2 separate regions of the Sus scrofa genome follow, and region 1 is linked to region 2. A link is a contact called in public HiChIP or PLAC-seq data. All regions are on one chromosome and are shown on one strand. Each heading gives the region's core, a stretch centred on a gene start, on an enhancer-like site or on the middle of the called end of the contact. The rest is flanking DNA. Distances are from core to core; before and after follow the strand shown. Region 1 holds the start of LOC102161210. Region 2 overlaps MARCH3 (membrane associated ring-CH-type finger 3).

What was found. HiChIP or PLAC-seq counts read pairs in DNA pulled down with a chosen protein or histone mark.
Region 1: an H3K27ac HiChIP or PLAC-seq map of skeletal muscle shows a contact between it and region 2. The contact joins the promoter of LOC102161210 here to the enhancer-like site in region 2. A contact is called at or near these places in 1 of 5 promoter capture datasets (fetal liver), 8 of 47 Hi-C or Micro-C datasets (fetal heart ventricle, fetal liver, heart right ventricle and 3 more) and 1 of 2 datasets of contacts at active chromatin or transcription factors (skeletal muscle).

What each region holds. Positions count from the first base shown.
Region 1 is chr2:130,023,806-130,028,588 of Sscrofa11.1, forward strand. LOC102161210 reads left to right here and starts at 2,116. Exons shown (of 6, transcript XM_021085157.1): 1 at 2,116-2,415; 2 at 2,476-2,630; 3 at 2,791-3,118. The coding sequence starts at 2,116. MARCH3 (membrane associated ring-CH-type finger 3) reads right to left here and starts at 2,575. Exons shown (of 5, transcript NM_001244831.1): 1 at 2,358-2,575.
Region 2 is chr2:129,918,720-129,923,054 of Sscrofa11.1, forward strand. All of the region lies in intron 1 of MARCH3 (membrane associated ring-CH-type finger 3), which reads right to left. Among named protein-coding and RNA genes, the nearest start is that of MARCH3, 110 kb to the right of the region's middle. Within about 2 kb of position 2,037, at least 25 of the 83 cell types and tissues checked have an H3K27ac peak or open chromatin away from gene starts, as enhancers often do. A contact at or near this core is called in mesenteric adipose tissue, retroperitoneal adipose tissue and skeletal muscle, where this site is marked.

The DNA.
Region 1 (4,783 bases), core at 866-3,365, 110 kb after region 2:
TGTCTACATAGTTCATCAGAAATGTAAAGATGCAGATAAGGGATTAGAATATTTTCTCCCAAATGTTTAAGTAGCATAAAAATGAAAACAGTATTTCTTATGATGTGTTCTTAAGAACCATCCCAGTTTATTGTACCCACATACAATAAACATAATTATTAAAATGTAATTATGAGCATAAAATTATTAGAAAAAATATCAACTATGCTTCTTAAAAATATGGCCTTTATTTTGTCACCAAAATAATTATACTATTAAAGGAATTTATAGTTTAAGAATCAGTCACTTGCCTATAGGAACTTAATAAGCTGTTATATTTCTCCCATACCCTTTTAGTCATCAGAAGTTTTGTGATAAAGGCTTTTTATTGTTTTTTAAACTATAAATTGTAAACCACTGCAGCTAGTGCTTAGGCTGAATATGAATTTATATCTAAGTTATAAATTCCTAAAAACATGTTTCATTAGAATTACTAAGGCAGTCTTAATGCTAGTAGATTAAATAGCCTCTGTAATAAAGCTCTGTTTACTTCTATTGAGATTTTTGGGGGGGGAAACAGTTCAGTTTTAATGCATTCTTTTAAGAAGCAAAAGAAAACAGTTTTTGATATACATGCTACTGCAAAGCAGTAAACCAGTGTTGCATGGTTATGTGACAAGCACCACATTTCTTTTCTAGAGAGATTTTTTTCCCTCCTATCTACTCACCTCTTCCCAAACCATGCCTATAATTATTTCACAAAATATAATTTGCCATTTCTGTGGAGTCAAACACTCCTTTTCTCCCTCACCAAAAATCACATATTCAGACTGAATGAAAATGGACTTGAGGGGTAGGCTTTGTTTGTAGCGTGTTTCTACTACGGGTTGCCCCCTACCCACGTTCCACCCTAGTGCTCCCACTGAAGTGTGTATGTTATGTTTTAACAGATGGACCAGCTGGTGGCTACTAGGCTGTAAAACAGGGACTGGGAATCTGCAAGCAATGCTATTGAACCGAATGCTCGTAAAGTTCATGGACATACACTGACCCAGACAGACTAGGCAGATCCAGACATGCTTACACACACACTCATCATACACCCCACGGATCAGAGGGTCTATCTCTCTACTCAGAGGAAGTTCAAGGCTGTTTCCTCCTCCATATTTCTCCTTGATTTGCTTATCAATTTTATATACACACAGAAGTACACACATATGTAGGCACATCTACGAATATATGGATAGCTATATAGCTCAGTGTTTTATACATTTTCAAAGATCAAAATATTGCCCAATTCTGTCATCAAGTCTCTACCTAGTACTCCCAATAAGCCCTTATTCATGTCAAATAAGTATTACAAGAAAATATTGGATTCAATTCTATTTGGTCCACACATAACATAAACTATATGTATGTAATTGCCCTCAGACAAAACAGCTACTTTTATGCCTTATCAACGAGAGAGAGAGAGAGAGAGAGAGAGAGAGAGAGAGAGAGAGAAAATAATAATCTATCTTCCACTGAGTCACAAACAAAAAGTGTCAGGTTTAACCTTGAATCCTCTGTTGTCAGTTTCTGTCACAACTTCATCACTTAAAACACAGGCGCTCAAACAAACACCAATCCACCAGCCTGGTGGTGGCTTTCACGGTCTCATCTAGGATTCCCCAGGGTCTCTGGGCATTGGGATAGACAGCAAGTACCCCGGGTGCTAACGAAGTACTTAGGACACACCTTGCAGGTGGACGTGGAGGTCCGAGCACCTCATAATGGATGCGGATTCAAGTGCTAATAGAAAGCAATTACTTTACAAAGTTTAATATCCGTGCTGTCAATTCCTTTCAATAATTGCAAAGCACTGAAGCTCCTGGTACAGAATCTAGCTGGTCACTAAAGTTCTCTCACCCCTAAAGACCCACCCGGACCCCTATGATCGCTGGCTCAGGCTACGCATCAGACAACAGACACGGTTATCTCGCCGCACCGGCTCCTGCGCGTGTTGATTTTTCAGGAACCTGTCCTCAAGCCATCTAGGAACTGCTATCCGCACACCGCTGGGCACGAAGGCCGCCCCTAGCGCGCGTGTCGCCGTCGCAGAGGGCCAGGGGAAGAGTCCCCAGGCCCCACCTAATGATGGCAATTACAACACGCCAAGTTCTTGCGAACACTCAGCCGCGTCCCGGGCCGAGTTGGGACGCTCTGAAACAAGATGTTCGGGTGTGGGGATTCTCGCAAGGAGTGAATCCCGGCAGCCCTGACCTCTTCACAGCCGCCACGCTCCGACGGACAGATCGACACGCGGCAGGACCCGTCCAGTCTCCCCGCTCGCCTAACAGCGCCGAGAGGAGCCGCTCGCCTCGCGCGCGGCCACTCACCCTCATCGCCGAGTCCCGATCGCAAACCGACGCCCCTGCTGTGGATCCTGAATTTCAAGTTGCCCCGAACCGGCGACACCTCTCGCCCTAGCCAACCGGAGCACATTGGCTCGGGCAGGCACCTCGGAGGGAGCACGTCAAGCTCGGCGGCAGCCCCGGCTCAGGCTCAGCAGCTGCCCGGAGCGCGCTGACAATTCACCGACCCGCTCAGCGAATGAGCCGGACAGCGGGGCTGAGGCGACAGGGCTCCGAGGGAGGCGGGGCCGGGCAGCAGTAAGGGCGGAGTCAGCCCGGGGCCGGCCCCGCGGGGCGGGGCGCCCTTCAACCCGTGACTGGCGGAGTCCACAGCCAATCGTGGCGCGCCAGAGCCCGCGGGTGTCGCGGGCTGTGAGGAGCGCCCTTCTCCGCCCCGCCGCCGCGGTCCAATCGCCAGCAGCGGAAGGCTGGCGGAGAGACGCGCCGGCGGCGGGGAAGTTGGCTGGGGTGAGGAGCTGGGGCCGCAAGGCTGGTGCTGTAGGGGCGGCTGTGGCCGGCCCCCGACGCCTTGGAAGCGAAGAGGCGGCCCCGGAAGACCCCTGGCTGAGAGAGGCCAGGGGCCAGCCGGAGTCTCCGCGTGTCGGCTCCCGGTGGAGCGAGAAGCCCAAGCCCCACGCGGACCGAGACTGGGCCGACACCGCCCACCCCTGGCGCCTGCAGGAGGTGCGGAACTTGGCGGCCCCAAAGGAGGTCCAGCGGTCGGAGGAAACCAGGTGCCAAAGAGGGTGAGTCCCGGGCCAGAGGACTGGAGGCCCGGGCCTGAAGCTGGGAGCTCTGGGCTCCCAGAAAGGTTCTGATTGCGTTCTGATGGTTACCTCCGAAACACAACTCCAACTCTGCCAGCCCCCCAGAAAGTTGACGACACGCCCTCTCATCACTGCCCTTCACACCACCGGCAGCGGGGACCTGACCAGGGGCCTCGGCTCCCTTCCCGACCCAAGGCGCCCCAGCACTTGTGCAGAGCCCGAGAGTGAAAAGGTGGCTCGGCCACGAGAACCGGCGGGCTGGCTCCCGCAGCGGTGGCTCTCCCCGCCGCTGTCCCTGGGGTCCGCCAGAGGGACCAGTACCGTCTGTCTTCGCGGGAAGGAACGCCGCAGTCGGCACTCTCTCGCTCCCTCCCCTTTGTCAGTTCCCAGTCCTAGCTCAGAGTGGCCCCAGCCTGGTCGTGGCGGGCCTGGGGGCAGCCTGAGCTCCCAGAGTCAGTCGTGGTTGAGTGCCCCGTAGGAAGGCTTTGTGAGCTTTGCCCTTAATGGCCGGCCAGGTCACTGCTGCTCCTTTTGTCGGTGGATTAACTCTTTGGCTGGGTTATAAGCCTTTACCTTGGTTGCAGCACACAGGCATACGGAACTGTGGATTGTCAAGAGTCAAAAAGCAGGAGTTCCCGTCGCGGCTCAGTGGTTAACGAATCCGACTAGGAACCGTTAGGTTGTGGGTTCGATCCCTGGCCTTGCTCAGTGGGTTAAGGATCCGGCGTTGCCGTGAACTGTGGTAGATGGTCGCAGACCCGGCTCTGATCCTGTGTAGCTGTGGCTCTGGCTTAGGCTGGTGGCTACAGCTCCGATTAGACCCCTAGCCTGGGAACTTCCATATGCGGTGGGAGTGGCCCTAGAAATGACAAAAAACAAAAAGACAAAAAACCAAAAAAGAGTCAAAAAGCAGAGTGGGGTGTGTTACTTTCCAGGTGGAGGCCTAGAATGTTAGCAAGCTCTGGACTGTAAACTGTGTGTGAGAGCGGCCCCTGTGTGCCTGGAACTGCACCTGCCATAGGTAGACACCCAACCCATGTACCCACGTTAGTAAGATGAAGGTGTGCAAGGCAGGAGACACGTCAATCTCCCTGGTGCCCTCACACTTACCTCCATCACTGACCATAGTTTCCTTCAAATCCCAGAAGCTCTAAAGGTTTTAGACTCAGTATTGGTAACTCCTCAGGATATCTCATGTGAGTGAGTATAGGCCTCCACAGGTGTTATTTCAGTGGCTGCCTGGCCCCCATAAGGACCTGCATAGTGGATAGCTCGCCTCTCCTGGGTAGGTTCTGATGAGGGACCATTGGCAAGATGGAAGGCTAAAGGCCTAAGGCTGAGGAGGAGTGAAATGGTCCCTTTAGCAGGGAAGAGTGCAGTTCTGAGGTGAGCTCTGGCCTAAACCGAGTTTCAAGTGGTGTCACCTCAGCTCTTTGTCTCGATCGGGAAAGGCAGGATGTTGGGGGGACAAGAAAATCAAGGTTTGGACAGTCCTTAATAGGCTCTGAGAGACTGATTAATGATGCTGGAATTGTGCATATTTAAATCCCTCCTCATCTAATGAAACAAAGAACTGGTACAGGCAAGGAAACCTATTCCATTCAATTTCAGCAGTTGCTTAGCATGCTGCGGAGTGGCCTGGGA
Region 2 (4,335 bases), core at 787-3,286:
TGACACTTTCTCAAAGTTACCAGCATCATTATTAAAACCGTTCGCAACTGTTTATTCTTGTAAGCAATTTATTCTCCACGCAGCTTCATTCTGAGATGCTAGGATTAAAAAGAGAGAGAGAAAGGAAAAAAGAAGGAAGAAAGAAACCCCCTGATTTGGCCAAGTAGCACCTTTTCAAGCAATATTTGCCAAACATGGATCACTCAATTAATGCACCACCTTTCTTTTCCCAGATCTTGTGTTCTGCAGTGCAATTATCTACTTCCTGTGTCTTGAAAATTAGTTTCTTTTAAAAATGTAACCCATTTTAGCCTTAAGTTATGAAATGATGAGTTTGATGAACTTTTATATACATATTTGTAGATATATATAGGGAGATAAATAGACATTACAATAAATACATTAATATTTTTTGCTTTTCGTGTGCCACTTCAAATCTAGGGACACTGTCTCATCATAGGGGGACACACAGGCAAATGCAAGAAACTGATGAATGAGGTGTCTCTACCTATTAAGAATAATCCATTCCTAATAAGGGCCTTACCTCCCTGACACGGTCTATCATACAGACTACAAGAAATTGTGTTCCCGATCTGTGTGGTGTGGCTTGAACTTGACCTCACGTTCAAAGCACTCAGACCCAGTGGAGTGAGGAAACTTTCTGCATCCAGTGATAGTTCTGCGTGATGTGTAAGATCTAGAGGACTTAAGAGAAACTCATAGGAGGAATTCTTTATGTGTAAAAGGTGAGCTGACAGTTTCACGGTCCATACAGGTCGTCTCGGCCCAGGCTGCTCAGCTCAAGCTCCTGAGCCTGGCTCTGCAGGACTGGTGGACAGACTGGGTTCCCGTCAGTCTGGGTGGTTAAGGCCCCAAGTCTAAACAAATCTGCCTCCCAACCCTAAGAGGATTCTTGGAATTTCTCAAGGCGTGATTTTTCTCCCAGATCTCTGTCTGTGTTGATTACATTTCACTCAACTCCCATAGGTCTGGAAATCAGGATCTTCCCAGCTTCCAAACAGTGTGCATCAGCTGCATGTTCTCAAGGGGTTTCCAGATGAACTCGAGCTGACACTGTCCCTGCTGCCAAGCACATACCCTGCAAGCCTGACCACTGGCCACACTTGGATGGGAACAGAATCCTCTCCTTCCAGCTGAGGTGTCTGGCTGGCCTCCCTCCAGCGGCTCCCTCTCCTGTCCTCCTTGGCTGCCTCTCATCATCTCTGGGTCTGCCGTCTGGCCTCTCCCAGGAGCCCTTTGGAAGCTGGCAGTGGGGGAGAGGGCTCCGGACACCAGTCCTGGTCTGAGGCCTGAGGTGGGGCGGGGACAGGGCTGCGCCTTCCATGTCACTGTCATGACTCCGGGGGGCTTCTCAGCCCCCAAGTACCAAGCATCCCAGTGAGATGATTAGCTAGTATAGTTCTGCTTGTTATACACAATCTGTTGCTTTTTTTTTTTTTTTTACCCACATTATGAAAGCAAGAAGTCTATGTTACAGAAAGTATAGAAAAAGCACACAGACAACAATAAAAATCAAAACCCCACCACGTGAATAACCACAGCAAACTTTTTGGGCGGATGCTAAAACTTTTCATTTTTGGCAGGGTGGGCAGGGTGGAGTTGATTTGTAGCTGGGGTCAGATAGCTTTTTTTTTTTTTCTTCTTTTTTTTTTTTTTCCTTCTCCTACACTGAGTTATGGTAGTTCTCAGGCCCCAGACCAAAAAGGATGATCCCAGGCCGGCTTTGAACACTATGTCTAACCCCTCTTCCCTGGCCCGCCCTCATAAAAGCCTACTGACATGATTTTAAATTCTCATAATGCCTCACAGTCACAAAGTGGGACTTCCTGGCACAGCTCTCTTGCTTCACAAGGCAGCTATAGATTCAGAGCCAGGGGTGTGCTGGCAGGAAAAGCAGACACAGTGACCTTCTTGCCACACAGGATCATTATTTCTCGGGGCACTCCGAGAGTCTATTTTCGGGTTTTGCCTAACTCCAGCTCAGAGGGCCAAGCATCCCCTCTCTCTGCCTGAGGGAGCTGGAAGGAGGCGGAGAGGGATGCGGAGTGAGAAAAGGAGGTCAGGCTCATCAGCAGCGAGGCTGATCTTAGCGAGGGGGCTGCCACTCAGGCACCTAAGCTCCCCAGGTTCATTCACTGATAACCTCACTGTCGTCCTCACCAAAGGAAGTAGTGCTCAATGTAGGACCTGAATCTGGAACAAAATGCCCTGAAAAGAGTTCTGGAAGTACCGTTTCCATTAAGCTTATTTTGGATCTGTAATTTCACTTCTAGATGATACACTTCACTTCCCTTCTCAAAGGCGAAAGGGATGTTATCTGCCAGCTGATCGCAGTTTATTCCACTCACAAAGGGTGCCGGGCACTGAGTTGGGCATAAAGAAACAACAGGCTCCTCTACCTTCTCCTCCAAGCAAGCCCTGGCGCTCTCCCCTGAGCCATCCCTGCGGAATCCTGAACCCAAACTTGGACCTGATTGAAATGATACACGAGTCCCGTGCTCACTGAAGAACACATCGGCCAAGCCACTGGCCACCAAGCACCCCAACAGCCCCCGGATACTAAGGCTGGCATGGCAGGTATGAGCCCTCACACTCCCCAGAGACCATATCTTGAGCTGAAAATGGGGTGGGAGGGATTGCACAGAGGATGGGCACCTGGACCGCGGTTGAGGGAGGGCTGAGTTGGTTCTAGCTCCAGGTGAGTGAATCTAATTGGGTGATAAGGAGAGAAGGAGCTCATGATAATGTGAGAAAAAAGAATGTATACATGTATGTGTAACTGGGTCACATGCTGTACAGTAGGGAAAAAACTAATAATGTATTGGGGAAATAAAAAAAATTAAATAAAAAAAAAAGGAAGCCCAGAGGCTGAGATCCAGGCAGAGGGGACAGGAATGGGCCTCACGGGCCATGGGCACTGACTGGCACGCATATATGTTGCACCTGGGGCAGTGACAAATGGCCCACTGCATTCCCTTGTCTCTTCCAGGGCCACCTGGGAAAACAGCAGGCTGTTGCTGTGGATGCTAGAAAGAGCTGAGCTGTGGATTTGGAGCCCAGCCCTGGTCTCCCACTGACCTCTCTGCAAAATCTCACGCACGGCTTTCGTATCCCCCGCTCCTAGGAAGTCCACCCAAGAATTCTGCTCTCTGGGATTTCTGAGGACAAAAACACCGTTGCTGGGAGGGGGTGGGGTCCGTGCAGGCTTGAAAGCTCAAATTTCACTGATGGGAGAGGTCCTCTGTTGGCCAGGCTTGACACTTATATAACTCCTCGGGCTGAGAATAACACATGATTTGGCACTGGCCACACTCAGCTGCACTCAGTGGGAGGACTGCGAATAGGTGGACGCGAGGGACACAAATAAAACAGGGGGGCGTGGCTACGGAAATGAAAGCCCGATTAGACGATTGTTAAGAGAAGCAGGGCTGTCTGTGAAACGGTGACCCCTTTAAAGGACAGAGGACAGTCTCCCAAAAGCAAGGACCCAACAGTCTGCGGCTAACCGTGGCTGCGTGGGTAAGCGATGTCCGTGGGAACACAGCGGACCTCGGGAAGATGCGTGGGCAGGACGTGTGGAAGGCAAGGAGGCGAGCCCTGCTCACCTGTGCAGCCCCCGGAATCTCCATAAGGATCTTTCGGGAAAAGCGCTGTTCTTAGAGCAAGGACACCCAAGCCTAGGCCCTGCCTCACCCCTCACCAGGGGAAGCCACACGGTCGCTCAGACTTCGCTCAGATGTCTTGCATATTTGAAATTAGGGTATGACGACTTCCTGCGCCACTTCATCTGGCTGCTTGTGAGGCTTAAAATAAGATGATCCATGTGAACACGCTCTGTAAGCTGGAATGAGCCATGCACATGTACCTTTTATGACGACGTTAACCTTATTTTTTGTTCTTTTTCTGGCCCAGGCTGCTGTCTCCTCTCCGTTTGCTAAAACTGTCTTCTTCCATGGCCAGTCAGTCAGTAGCCACTGCACCCTTGGGATCATCCTTGAGCCCTGAAGTTGCATCCCTTCATCTCTCCCAGTGGGGAGCACAAAGGGAGTCTTCCTCGCACCCCACTTCTCCTCCCTCTCCTGAGACCTGCCATCTCCATATCCCCACACAGGTTGTCCTTTTCTATGAAAATGTTTCGTAAAGATACATGATGAAAATCTGCTATTATGTTTGAGATAGTGGGGTCTATTCGTTAAAACAGCTACCATTATCTTAGCGAATTGATCGCCTGATAAATACCCTGGAAAATAAAACACAAGCCACTCCCTACTGCCTTTTCAGGCCTGCTTCTATCAGAACTGTATTTTCAGTGCC